Regions from separate parts of the Mus musculus genome. Here all the other regions are linked to region 1. Evidence: chromatin contacts called from public ChIA-PET and promoter capture Hi-C data. All regions are on one chromosome and are shown on one strand. Each heading gives the region's core, a stretch centred on a gene start, on an enhancer-like site or on the middle of the called end of the contact. The rest is flanking DNA. Distances are from core to core; before and after follow the strand shown. Region 1 holds the start of Usp8 (ubiquitin specific peptidase 8). Region 2 holds the start of Stard7 (START domain containing 7). Region 3 holds the start of Dusp2 (dual specificity phosphatase 2).

Region 1 (4,938 bases), core at 762-3,261:
ATTGGGGATTATCTTGCCATTTCTTGTACCTTATGTTTGGTACCCGTTGACCCACACATCTACTTCTTCCTCCATTTACACAGAAACTCATGCAAATGATTTGTGATTTCTAGCAAAATCAGCAGCTGAGATGTTAGTGAAGGAGGAAGAATTCTGTTTGCTAGGAGTGGGACGAGATAGAACCAGAATTACATCAATGCAAATAAAATAACTATAGGTATGGGTTGGAGAGATGGCTCAAGAGCTAAGAGCTCTTGCTGCTCTTCAAGGGGACAAAGGTTCAGCTCCCAGCACCCATGTTGGGTGGTTCACAACTAACATGGCCTCAGAAGGCATCACATGCATAAATACATAAAATTGTTTAAAAAACTGTAGGTGAATATTAAAAAGCAGTATTTGTTAAAAGCGTTTCTGGGACCTCATCTTCAGAGATTAAAAAAAAATATTGTTCTCTGGGAGGGGAAGCACATGGAGATCAAAAGACAACTCGTGTGTGTGTGTGTGTGTGTGTGTGTATACAACTCACGTGTGTGTGAGTATGTGTGTGTGTGGACAACTCACGTGTGTGAGTGAGTGTGCATGAGTGTGTGTGTGTGTGTGTGTGGACAACTCACATGTGTGTATACAACTCATGTGTGTGCGTGAGTGTGTGTGTGTGTGTGTGTTTTCCAGGAATCAAACTCAGATTGCCAAGTTTACCTGGTAAGGACTTCACGCATCTTGTTGGGCTCAGAGAAAATTTTCACTGATACACTCCAATGATGTCTCTCTTCCTTTCAGTCCTACCTCCTTCCAATTGTCAGAGCACCCCAAAATGTTCTCCATGTGTTTTATACTTATTCTCACATTCAGCTCTAAGTTTTTCTTTCCTTACTCAATTCCACAAAGCTGAGCAGAGAAAAAACATTTTCCTAAAATAATCCATCCTCAAAAAAACAATTTCTTCCTTAATTATGAGGGGGAAAAAAAAAACATTTGAGGCTTTTATCCAGTAGTTCCCAGCATTGCACGGTATCAAATCACACCAGTCTTTACTTGTCTAGGGAGAACAAATAGTATATAATTTAGTGTTGATTTTTTAAAGGAGAAATGCAAGATTTTGTTTGTTTGGTTGGTTTGGTTTTTCGAGACAGGGTTTCTCTGTGTAGCCCTGGCTGTCCTGGAACTCACTCTGTAGACCAGGCTGGCCTCGAACTCAGAAATCCGTCTGTCTCTGCCTCCCAAGTGCTGGGACTAAAGGCGTGTGCCACCACCGCCCAGCACAAGAATACCTTTGCATGTAGCTAATTGTAATGGAAACGAAACTAAGGTTTATTTTAAAGGTTGGTAGACTGGATGCTTACTACTCTTTAACGTTTAATGGCAGCCTATCTGCTAAGTATTTTCATTTTATATACTTAGTAGAGCTGTGCTTTTAGATTTGACATGCATTAAAAAGTTGGACTGTCCCAACGGATTTAGTGACCAGGGAAAACAACTCCACTCTTAAGCAATTTTTATGTCCACGAGTAGCCCATCTTTTCTCCACAAGACAACTCTCCAAAGAGTTCAAACCCCAGCTTTGTAAGACTGGTCCTTTTGGAAATGTTGACGGTGTTTGTGCAATGTGTTTTCCAAACACGTCTGTTCTTTAACCAGAGGCTTGGCTTTGGAGAATGTTTATTCCCAAGTTTTAGAAGGTATCAATCCTCTCCCCGTATTTTCCCCCTAATGTCCGATCTGACGGGAAAAATGCACTATTGAGAGGCGCCAAAATATCCTCGATTCCTCCGTGGACAGCTCCAAGTCACAATGTGACACAATCTGAACTGACTTCCACCCGGAAAAGAGACGCGCGAGGACACCGGAAGCGCAGCACGCGCGCTTCCGTCCCGCACCAGCTCAAACTGTCCTTCCGACGCATGCTCAGGCCGGTTCGGCGCTCACCCTTCCGGAGAGGGCCGCCCTGATGTCCCTCCCTACGGGACAGAAAGGCGGAGTTACAGGGTTCACTGGAAGCTCCGCCCTCGCCGTGACGTTTCGAGACGCGACCCGTCGCCACGCAATGCGAATCGGGAAGAGGGGATGAGCTGCGCTGCCGTGCGTCTGAGAGCGAAGGCTCGTTCTCCTTCTGGTGGTGGGCGATGGGCGTCAGGCGAGGAGGCCGGTGTTAGCGGAGCGCGGGCGCTGCGGTGAGTGCGGCCTGGCTCCGGCCCCGGTTCCTGGGGAAGGCGTCCTCCAGCTGCTGGTCATCCGGGAGACGAGCCCTGTCCGCGGAGGGGTGGGACAACCCCAGACAACTGGCTGGTCCAGGGAGGGCCCGACTCTTGGTCGCTCCCGTCCCCCTCCTACGGTGCCCAGCGAGTTTGATGTAGTTTGCCGGTCTCAGAGGGTGGCCTTGACCAGTTCTCCTTTCTGTTGGACACTAGACCCAACTTTGGACTCCTTCCTTTTGCTTCCTTTTTTCTCATTTTGTGCTACCTACAACCCCAGGCCTTAATACGACCATTTGTCATGTTTTCCCTATTCCCCTTTACCCGGGTCACGCATGTTTTCAGTGAAGTACAAAAATTGAGTTAAGTAAACTCACCACACTTAAAACTTCTTCAAAGAGGGCATTTTCTTTTCTTAAAAATGTTTCTTCGTTTGTAGACTTGTGGCACTGACAAGTTCCCTTCACATCTGATGTACCGAGAGAGTTGTCAACCCCAAATCACAATGATATTCCTTTACCCACAAAGCTGCAGACCCTGTTCCTATGTTTTGTTCTTGCTTTCTGCCTATGACCTTGAGTCAGTCATTCAAGAAATATTTACGTGACTCACAGAGGTGTTGCAGAATCTAAGGAGTTTCATATTTATTAAAAAGCTCTAGGGTTTCGGATCAAAACGATGCCTAGCTAAAGGGTGTAATTCTTGGTTGTTCCCCGCCACCACCCACAAGGTCTTACTATGTAAACAGGACTTGTCTCAAACTCACTGAAACCTTCCTCCCTTGGCTCCAGAGATGGATAAAACTGCATCAAGCACCACTCCTGGCAAGGGTATTCTTTTTAAATCTTAGAGTATTCTTAGTTGTGTATATTATCCTACTTCATTAAAAATTCCATGTGTTATTTTTTGGTTTTGGTGGCTTTATTCTCTTTCTTTTTTTCTTACTTTCTTTCTTTTTTTTCTCGAGACAGTTTGTCTGTGCAGCCATAGCTATTATGGAACTCACTCTAAACCACGATTGCCCTTGATCTCAAAGTTCTGCCTGCCTTTGCCTCCCGAGTGCTGCCCACCACTGCCAGGCTCGGTGTATTGTTGGTGGTGGTAGTTTTTGGTTTTTGTTTCTGTTTTAAAGATATCTGCTTTTTTTTTAGTATTTCACTCTTTCTGTTTAAGACTCCCTGGTGAAAGTCAATCATGTTGGATTTAGGTAGTTTCTCATCTATAGAGCACTGGCCTAATTAAGGTGCTGTTGGCTGTATGTATGCTTATTTAAGAATATGAATTAGTATATAACTTAATTATGCCACTGTATCACTGTTGATCCTAAAATGTATATTCCTGCTCTTTTGCCCAGATATTGGGCATTGCACGGATCTTGCAGTAGTAATGTAAGCCTGTGAGGAATGAATAATGAATAGCTTGTGACTTGTAGTTTTTGAGATAACAATGGATAAGATAAACTAACAAAAATATTTAAGGTTTTCTTTTTATTCTTTAACTTGTTGATTTATTTACTTGAGCCTTATTAATCATCCTGATCTTTTGTTGATAAGAATGGAACCGAATCCAGATGGCTTTGTAAACCAGTTGTAATGTAAAGCCAACACATCAAATTTTATTCATTATATACTTAGCATCCTGATTTTCTTTCTTTTTTTTTTTTTTTTTTTTTTTTTTTTGGTGGTTCTGCAAACATCTTTACTAAACAGTTCCTTCCAGGGTAACAGGACTTAGCCACAGGGCCACAGCCAGGCAATACACCAACATCCCCAATAGCTCAGTTTGAACATAGCACGACAGGCTGCCCGTGGCCAGCAGGAGACAGAGGAGGGCAGGCTCCAGCGGTCACTTCTCTAGGGGTGCATAGTTCAGCAGCTTCTCAATCAGGTCCACGTGTGCTAGCAGCATGCGGCGGCAGCAGTAGCGCTTTAGGCCCAGAGCGTCCAGGGCATCCCCCTCCGTGTACTTGGCCTGCAGCAGACCCAGGTAGGCTTCCCATTTGTTGCCGACGATCTTCCCGCAGGTGAAGCAGCGCACCGGGATGATCATGGCGGCGTCTGACATCCTGATTTTCTAAAGGGAAGATTTATTTTGCCCCACAGTTTCGGAGACTTCTGCCCAAGCTTAATTGGCTCCATTACTTTGCATCTGAGGTGAAGTGCAGTCCCCTGTTAGCAAGGGTGTGTAAAGGAGACTGTTTGCCTCGGAGCGGTCAGGAAGCAGGGAGGAGTCTTGCATTTTATCTTGTTATAAAATCCAACTTTGTTCACCTGGATAGTTGCTGATGGTTGCAGCTGGAAATGATAACTGGCATGTCCACATCCAGTCTCTTTGTGTGGATTAAACTTCTCATGGCATGTGTGTTGGGCTCCATGACCACACTTGAGGCAGAAAGTAGAAGCTTTCAGTCTCTGAAAAGCCTGTATCAAGAAATTGGCACATTACTTCTAGTAATATTCTACTGGTTAGAGCAATCAAGGCGCCCTCCCCATCAGCTGATAGATTTATACTATTTTTGTGTTTATGTGTGTTTGGTGCTAGGACACCCAGGGCATGGCACATACATATCCTATCACCCATGGCCTGACTCCTACCTTTTAAAGCAAAAGGCTCTCAAAAACTACTTTATAGGCTCCCAACATGTGTGTGACCACTGTACACAGGTATATAACACACAAACACTGCATGCATTTTGTATGTATCAAATACTCTGTAGCAAATGTAATCTAACCACACATAATTGCTC
Region 2 (4,358 bases), core at 20-2,519, 560 kb after region 1:
AGGCACACTGTAAGCATAACAAGTTAGTTTTACAAGGGTCCCTAAAACAAAGGCACGGTTGCAAGGTAGGCCTAACAAGGTAGTCATAGGTGGTTGTATAGCCTTTTGAAATAGAGGTAGGGTTGCAAGATGGTTATACACAACTTTTAAAAAACAAAGAAATGACTACGATTCTAGGAAGAGACAGTACAGAACTATTTGTGGTTAAGGTTATAGGTGGGGCATAGCTCAATCCTTGAGAAACAGGTTTAATCATAAAAAGGAGTGAACTGGCTTGTCTTTACTATCTGTAAGATGACTTTTAAGACTAAAATGGAGGCAGACTGATTCTTCACTTAAGGGGCAGCTATTATTTCCATCTTATAACTGGACAGAGAATTTTTATTTATTTATTTATTTATTTATTTGAGACACACTGTTGCTCAGGCTGGCAATTTTATTTATTTATTTATTTATTTATTTATTTATTTATTTGAGACACACTGTTGCTCAGGCTGGCAATTTTATTTATTTATTTATTTATTTATTTATTTGAGACACACTGTTGCTCAGGCTGGCAATGCTCCTGCCTCAGCCTCTGGAGTGCTGGGATTACAGACATGAGCCACCAGGCCCTGGCTTAGAATACTGATGTATCCTGAGACTCCATGTAGTAACCATTAGGTTACATACACGTGGCCAGACAGGTTTTGGGAAACCTGGTTACTCTCCTACCTTGTTGCCTCCTCCGAGTCAGAGACTGCTCAGGCCTAACGCATTTTCAGAGAGCAACGGGTCACCCGCCCTCGAGTTCTCTGCAAGGTGTTCTTCGGCCCTAAGGATGGACCACCCGTACTCTCTCGGAGCCGGAACCCAGAACCGCGTCCCTGCCGCAGATACTTAGGAGGGCTCGGGGAATCAGGGCAAGGGGGACCAAGGAAGCTGCCCCTGGGCTGTGATAGGTGCGGGGTCACGTAGGGCGTGCACCGCCCCTCCCGGGACTGTAGAGAACAGGGAAACAGGCCGGGCCTCTCAGGACAACGGAACGCCACCGCACCTGACCGTGCCTCTCCTCCGGACCGGGTGAGACGTCCCTAAATGGCTGCACCGCCGGGTCCGAGGGTCACTCTCCAGGCGCCCTTGACAGGCCCTCCCGCCACGCCACCTAGCTTGCTACCAGGCAGCCCGGAGCAAGGGCGGAGGAGCACTTTGGCTTAGCCAATGAGCGCCCAGGGTTCTGAGATGCGCCCAATCAGAGTGCGGGCAGGACAAACAGGTTAGGTTGCGCGCACTCGGCGCGAGAGGCGGACACAGGCGCACGGGACCGCTTCTGCTGTGGCCTGGGACGGCCACCGCTTTGCTTCCCGCGCCCTGGCCGCGGGGGCCCCGCGAGTTCCCGCCGTACACACAGACGGGCGGGCTGTCGGGACCGAGAGGGCCTCGTGCAACGGCGCTCTCCTCGGAAGCCACGCTACCTCAGCCGCTTCTGCAAAAAGGCATGAGGGACGGCTCCTGGCTTCTGGAGCGTGAGGTGGCCTCGGGGTCAACCCGTTAAGGGGACTGCGCGGACGGCCCGGCCTGCCTTCCCCCAGCCCTTCCTCTCCGGGGCCCCGCGGCAGGCGCGGGAATCCACAGAGGCCGACATGTTCCCGAGGAGGCCACCGGCCACCCTGGCCGCCTGGCTGGCGGGCGCGCGGGGCGGGGGCCTGCTGTCCGCGCTGGCCAATCAGTGCCGCTTCGTGACGGGCCTGCGCGTGCGGCGAGCGCAGCAGATCGCGCAGCTCTACGGCCGCCTGTATTCCGAGAGCTCGCGCTGCGCCCTGCTCGGACGCTTCTGGCGCCGGCTGCGAGGCCGCCCCGGCCATGCCTCTGTTTTGATGGCGGCGCTCTCCGGTGTTTTCGTATGGGACGAGGAGAGAATCCAGGAGGAGGAGTTGCAGAGGTGAGCCTCTTGGCTGCAGTTGGCGTCCCTGTTCCGTAGAGAAGGGTGGGCCTGGGCGGGAGGTTGGTGGGCACCTTGGGGCTTGAGCTGTTGACAGTGCCCAGTTTGCCCAGTGGTCTTTTGAGTACGATGCAATAGATTGAACCCATTTTAGCACCCCGTGTTACTGCCCCCATGCCTGTTAAATCCACTTGTCAGGTTAAAAATAACCACAAGAGAGACGACTTCGAATGGGTAGTATGACACTAAAGAAAATACTCCAAAACCAAATTAGATATCTGAGGTATACAGGTGATTTTTCGGGTAATCAGTGTACCCAGAAAAGTGCAAATTCAAAATAGGGCTTAAAATAAGCCCAAGGGTGTGTGTGTGTGTGTGTGTGTGTGTGTGTGTGTGTGTGTGTGATGTAGCATGCCATTTATAAAATGACTGCGATCCAGATGGAACTCGGGCTTTGCGCGGACAGCCCACTGTCATTGTGACTTGTGTCTTGGCACATTCAAGAAGCTGGGAGGGATTTTGTCTGTTTGCACAAAGCAATGGCCTGGATATTCTAACCAGTAAGAGTTAGGTTAGGTTTTTTTTGTTTGTTTGTTTTGTTTTTACTGTTTTAGAACTCTTCGAATACTGTACCATTATGTTTTGTCTGTGGAAAAGCCCATTGGCATTGATTTATTTTTGTTAACCTGTAGTTCTGAGACTTTATAACTTTTAGATAGATAATCTTTAAAGGAAAGTGCTTTTACATTACATTTCTATATTCCTTTTAAACAGTCTCAAATTGTGCTCCTTACCCCTCCACCTAACACCCTCCATTCTAAACCGTAGTTTCAGTAACCAACACCAGCTTCTTCTAGATATTTCTTAAGGAGAGAACCTGTTTTACTTTTTTTTGTTTTTGATCTTAACGTTACAAATGAGAGCAGAGCTGAGCATGGTGGCTCATACCTTAAACCTACCTACCTCATACCTTTGGGAAGTAGAAGGAGGCAGAGTTCAAGGCCAGCCCGGTCTACAAAGAGAGTTTCAGGACTACACAGAGAAATCCTGTATTGAAAAACAAACAACGCCTGGCAGTGGTACCAAAAACAAACAAACAAACAAACAAACAAAAAACAACAAAAAAAGTCTTCTTTTTTTTCTGCGGCCATACTACCCTCAACACCCTCGACCTTGTTAAAAGCCATTTTTCTTTCTTTTTTTTTTTTTAAAGTTTTATTTATTATTATATGTAAGTACACTGTAGCTGTCTTCAGACACACCAGAAGAGGGAGTCAGATCTTGTTAGGGATGGTTGTGAGCCACCATGTGTTGCTGGGATTTGAACTCTGGACCTTCAGAAGAGCAGTCGGGTGCTCTTACCCACTGAGCCATCTCACCAGCCCCGCCATTTTTCTTACTAGGAAGATAGTCCCAATTATTTTTTCTAGCATGAGACTAGTTTTCAAATCAGTATTGCACAATTTGAAACTTACCATATGGATATTAATAGCAAATAGGTCACAATATAAACATTACTCTATTCTCAGTTTTTTTGTTTGTTTGTTTGTTTTTGTTTTTTCGAGACAGGGTTTCTCTGTGTAGCCCTGGCTGTCCTGGAACTCACACTGTAGACCAGGCTGGCCTCGAACTCAGAAATCCACCTGCCTCTGCCTCCCAGGTGCTGGGATTAAAGGCATGCGCCACCACTTCCAGCAAAAGAAGACTTTTTAAAACAACATTTTAAAGTCATAATCACAGGCAGTCCTGTGTACGCAAACGTTAAAGCATGAAAGCTGTTTGGTAATTTTTCCCCCCCCCCAGAGCTGAGGACCGAACCCAGGGCCTTGTGCTTGCTAGGCAAGCGCTCTACCACTGGGCTAAATCCCCAACCCCTGTTTGGTAATTCATAGTGTTCTTTTCTGTTCAGTATTTTGTGCTCCCTCTCCCCTCAGATTTTTTGAGGTAGGACCTGTCCATTATTTGCCCAGGTTAGCCTTGAACTTATAGTTCTCCTGCCTTGGCCTCCTCAGTGCTGGGATTTCAGTTGTGTACCACTACACTGTAGTTTCTTGTTGGAGAGGAAGCTAGGATGCAGGTGTGTGCAGTCAAGCTGGAACTGCAGAGTATGTTCTTCTCAAGGGCTTCGCATTCCATGTAGTGAGAAGATTATAGTTTTGCTTTCTAGCCTTTTGGTGCTTAAGAACATTTCACAGGCTGGGTGTGGTGGCGCTTGCCTTTAACCAAACACTCAGGAGGCAGAGGCAGGAAGATCGCTGAGTTTGAGCCAACCTGGTCTACATAGTAAGATCTTGGAAAGCCAGAACTACATAGAGAGACTAGGTCTCCAAAGAAAAGAGTGTATGAATGTACATCTTATCAAGTACAATCTAACTAATCTTATTTAACCTTACAAAATAATTTTGAATCATTGGTGCCTTAGCTATAGAAATAATTT
Region 3 (4,414 bases), core at 76-2,575, 630 kb after region 1:
GTCCATGACTCCTGGTCCAGGAGTCCTCGTAGCTCTCCCTGGCATTCTGTATCCCCCACAAGCCCCAAGTTCCCCAAATCAAGAGGAAAGGCATAATATTTTGCTCGAGCACCTATATACCTACCATACCTTATGTTAGGGGTCCCCACAGGTTCTAGCCACAGGCCTCCAAGAAACAAAGGATCTGCAGGGATGCTGGAAGGGTCTTAGTAAAGGCAGAGGATTGGCTCAGGGCAATAAAGATTTGGGAGGCTGGGTTCTGAACACTGTCCCCACCCGCCTGCTTCAGTTCAGCCACCTACCAACTTTCTCGCCCCCAACGCAGGAGTGTCCCGGGGGGCCCACGTGCAGCTGGGCCTCACCACATCCGGGAGGGGGGGGCGGGCAGGCACTTGAGTGGGGGAGCACAGAATGGCTGTGAGTTACCCAGTTTTTCATTCTTACAGTTTGGTGTGGGACCAGGGCCTGTCCCAGAGGGGTTTGTAGCTCCTAAGGGGTCGGAAGGGAACAGGTTCTGTGAATAGTCCTTCTTCCCCTGAAATTCCCGCCAGGCCTGGCTATGCCCTGGGAGAGCCCAGCATCGTCAACAGAGTTCCTCTTTAGCCCTGGCCTGTGGCATGGGAACTACTTCTTTTTAGGCTCTTGGGGGTTTCCCTGGGCCCCTGGGGAAAGAAACTGTCCCAGTCATAAGAGGAAACTCGTCACAGGCCCCTGCGCCCCTTCCCCATTAAAGCCCCTCCCACCCCACCCCACCCCCGCCCCTGCCCCAGGGCTTTGGCTTTCCAGGACTCCTCCACCTGGGCCTGGGCCTGACATGGGAGAATAGGACAATTTCCTGACGGTTGGTGTCTTTCCTAATAGTGTATCATTATGGGTAGCAACAGGTAATTTGTCCATTTTTGCTATCGAAATTCCTAGAATGAAAACCCTGGGAGAAAATGGGAAAAGTGAGGAAGCTGAAGACCTGAGTAACTCAAAGGCTCGGTGCAGCTGAGAGCTGAGTTCCTAAGCACTTAGTGGCTTGAAGCCTGGCAAAGAGTGGGGAGCACTGGGGCATATACACTGGAGAGACGTGGGTGGGGCCTCTAGACTCCAGGCCGACACTTGTCACGGTCTGGTTCCCAGTTTCTTCCCCCGCGTGTCCCTCCCCCTGATGCCCCGCCCCACCCACCCCCTGTCCGCTCAGGGAGCCCCGGGGGCGGCCCAGCCAGAGTCCCACGTGAAGCCGCGGGGGCGGGCACCGGCGCCTTCCTGCTCTACCCTTGTATGGTGACCCGAGGGGCCAGCCCTCGAGTATTTAAGCCCGGGCTCGACGAAGAGCCCCCAGAACCGTCAGCTCCCGCCACACAGACACCGCGCCGCCGGAGCCGAGGGAGAGGACATCCGGAAGCAGGAGGCTTTGCGATGCCGATCGCCATGGGGCTGGAGACGGCGTGCGAGCTAGAGTGCGCGGCGCTGGGCGCGCTGCTGCGGGAGCCGCGGGAGGCCGAGCGCACGCTGCTGCTCGACTGCCGCCCGTTCCTGGCCTTCTGCCGGAGCCACGTGCGCGCCGCGCGACCGGTGCCCTGGAACGCGCTGCTGCGGCGGCGTGCGCGCGGCACCCCCGCCGCTGCCCTCGCCTGTCTGTTGCCCGACCGCGCACTCCGGGCGCGCCTGGGCCGCGGGGAGCTGGCCCGTGCCGTGGTGCTGGATGAAAGCAGCGCGTCTGTGGCCGAGCTCCCGCCGGACGGCCCCGCTCACCTGCTGCTAGCCGCACTGCAGCACGAGATGCGCGGGGGACCCACGACCGTGTGCTTCTTGCGAGGTGAGCCCGCGCCCCGCGCCCTGCGCCCTTCGCCCCTTCTCCCATGTTCCGCGCCCCGCGCTCTTAGCCCCTTGTCCCACGTTCCGTGCCCCGTTCCCGACCTCTTGGCTAATCATACCCTTTCTTGTCTTTCCCACAGGCGGTTTCAAAAGCTTCCAGACGTACTGTCCGGATCTGTGCTCTGAAGCTCCTGCCCAGGCCCTGCCTCCTGCTGGGGCCGAAAATAGCAACTCTGACCCGAGGGTTCCGATCTATGACCAGGTGAGTTGATATTCGAATTTGTTGTCTTCATTGTGCATTCTAGAGGGATGCCTCTGGAGAACGCCAGTGGGGAAAGACAGGGGTGTGTTCCAATATACATTCCCAGATGTGGAGAGTGTTTGTGTGACCTGCAAATGGTGTGAACGTGTATATATCCTCATACAGACTTTAAGGCATATGTGGCACAAAGTGTCTGAACATATGTCCCCTTGTGGCCTCAAGACTTTTAATTCTGTCCTTGGTCAGAAGGCCTAGAGCTTCTCTTGTTTCTAGCCAATCCAAGATGTCTGGATCAAGCCCTCCAGCACAAGGCTGAGTGAGGTCTCACCACCGTCCCCTTCCTCCTCCAGGGTGGTCCTGTGGAAATCTTGCCCTACCTGTACTTGGGCAGCTGCAACCACTCCTCAGATCTTCAGGGCCTGCAGGCCTGCGGCATCACAGCAGTTCTCAATGTCTCTGCCAGCTGCCCCAACCACTTTGAGGGTCTTTTCCATTACAAGAGCATTCCAGTAGAAGATAACCAGATGGTGGAGATAAGTGCCTGGTTCCAGGAGGCTATCAGCTTCATAGGTAGGGGAGCCTCAGCCCAGGGTTCTGTGGGAACTGTAGGGGAGAAGGTACAGGCACCTGATTCCTCTGTCCACCTTCCTGTCTGACTCTCGGCTCCACATTTCTTTTTCAGACTCGGTGAAGAATAGTGGGGGCCGGGTGCTGGTGCACTGCCAAGCTGGCATCTCTCGCTCAGCCACCATCTGCCTGGCATACCTGATTCAGAGCCACCGGGTACGGCTGGACGAGGCCTTTGACTTTGTTAAGCAACGTCGGGGAGTCATCTCCCCCAACTTCAGTTTCATGGGGCAGCTGCTACAGCTGGAGACCCAGGTGCTGTGTCACTGAGGCAAAGCCCAGCCTGGCCCCACCCACAGCTCTGGCTTTGACTGACTCCTGGGGGAAGCTGCTGTGGCCCAGCTCCTCCCTCCTCATCTTGCCGTCCCACTGGGGTGCTAGGAAATCCAGGATGACGGCTGCTCTGATATGGTGCTCTTCTGAGGTGGCATAAGGGCTGGCCCTTATTTGCTCTCCCTCCTTCGACTTGCAGAAATTAATTTAATTAATTAATTTACTATATTAAAGCCCTTGGTCACCCAAGGGCTCAGAAAACAAGCTGTGACAAGCAGAAACCATGTCTAGGGGTGTGCAGCCCTTGACCCAAAGCTTAAGCCTTGTGCTCCCAGGGGAGCCAGGAAGTGACGTGTGTGTCATGTTACGGACATCTGACTTTTGTGTGTGTGTGTGTGGGCATCTCGCTGTAATTGGTGCTGAAAAGTTATTTGTGTTCAACTGACATTTAACGCTCTCTCCCCAACTTCCTCCCGGCCCTGTGGGCCAGGGAGGGGCGTTGGAAACAGCACTTTATATTTATATAGAACATTGAGGTTGTGTCAATAAAAACAGTGTTTTGTTTAAAAAAGAGCAGTACCACATTGTCTGGTCTCAAGTCTGTGCCTGCGATGGCTGAGTGGTCTGCCTTGGCCTGGGCTGGCCTGGGCTGGCCTGGGCTGGCCTGGGCTGGCCTGGGCTGGGCTCTTTCCCATACAGGTTCTAGCCTGTGGTTGAACTGGGAGGGTTAGGAAGGCCGAGGTCGGCCTCAGCCTCACAGCGGCTCTGTGCATCCCTGATCAGACCCCACATTTACCTAGTGTGTGGTGTGCAGGTATGTGTTGACTGAGGGCATTTAGATCAGAGGGCACTGGCTCCCTGGATGAAGGGTGCATAACCTACCCCTGGCGCCCATTTTCTCTGCTCTGGGTAAAGCACTCAAGAGCTAGGGTTGTTCTGAGCCTTCCTCAGGAATTGTATCAGTTTTTTTTTTTTAATGAATTATTTGGAAATCTCACATCAAGCACCCTGATTGTGCTCACCTCCCAGTTTTCCCACATCTGCTCCCTCCCCTCCCCAGGATGTTCTGCCCCCCCAAAAGGAAAAGGTAAGTCCATTTTGTTTTGTCCATATATTCACTGGAACATGGTTGAATTCTTAGTGGCCCACAGGGAGGAGGAGGAGGAGTCTTTCTTAGCCTTTCTCCATACCAGAAGCCATCAACTGAGGAAGAGCCAGTGAGGGGCGGGGCCAGCTCTCCCACACCCACACCCACAGACTTTAACGTGTTTTCAGGCAGCCTGCCTTAGTGGTAACCACAGGCATCAAGTGGGCTGGCCATATCAGAGCCACTAACCTATTCATGGCTCACAGCAGCTGTCCCTGGGCAGGTGCTACAACATGGCCTCAGGTGGCTACAAATGCCGCTCGCAACAACATGCTTCCACCTGAGCCCCCCTCCCCACCCAC

What was found. Promoter capture Hi-C pulls out the DNA fragments that hold promoters and counts their contacts. ChIA-PET counts read pairs in DNA pulled down with a chosen protein or histone mark.
Region 2: a promoter capture Hi-C map of erythroid cells shows a contact between it and region 1, with 7 times the contacts expected there. The contact joins the promoter of Stard7 here to the promoter of Usp8 in region 1. A contact is called at or near these places in 1 of 39 promoter capture datasets (erythroid cells) and 1 of 115 datasets of contacts at active chromatin or transcription factors (astrocytes).
Region 3: an RNA polymerase II ChIA-PET map of memory CD8 T cells shows a contact between it and region 1, with 30 read pairs. The contact joins the promoter of Dusp2 here to the promoter of Usp8 in region 1. A contact is called at or near these places in 4 of 39 promoter capture datasets (the C10 cell line, liver, pre-B cells and 1 more) and 2 of 115 datasets of contacts at active chromatin or transcription factors (effector CD8 T cells and memory CD8 T cells).

The regions. Positions count from the first base shown.
Region 1 is chr2:126,705,317-126,710,254 of GRCm38.p6, forward strand. It overlaps Usp8 (ubiquitin specific peptidase 8), which reads left to right and starts at 2,012. Exons shown (of 19, transcript NM_019729.3): 1 at 2,012-2,171. It also overlaps the pseudogene Gm10774.
Region 2 is chr2:127,268,960-127,273,317 of GRCm38.p6, forward strand. It overlaps Stard7 (START domain containing 7), which reads left to right and starts at 1,270. Exons shown (of 8, transcript NM_139308.2): 1 at 1,270-1,921. The coding sequence starts at 1,623.
Region 3 is chr2:127,334,834-127,339,247 of GRCm38.p6, forward strand. It overlaps Dusp2 (dual specificity phosphatase 2), which reads left to right and starts at 1,326. Exons shown (of 4, transcript NM_010090.2): 1 at 1,326-1,804; 2 at 1,944-2,065; 3 at 2,416-2,635; 4 at 2,748-3,544. The coding sequence starts at 1,405. The coding sequence ends at 2,962. Gm46762 (a long non-coding RNA gene) reads right to left here and starts at 718. Exons shown (of 3, transcript XR_003953899.1): 1 at 1-718. It also overlaps a transcript of Astl not described here.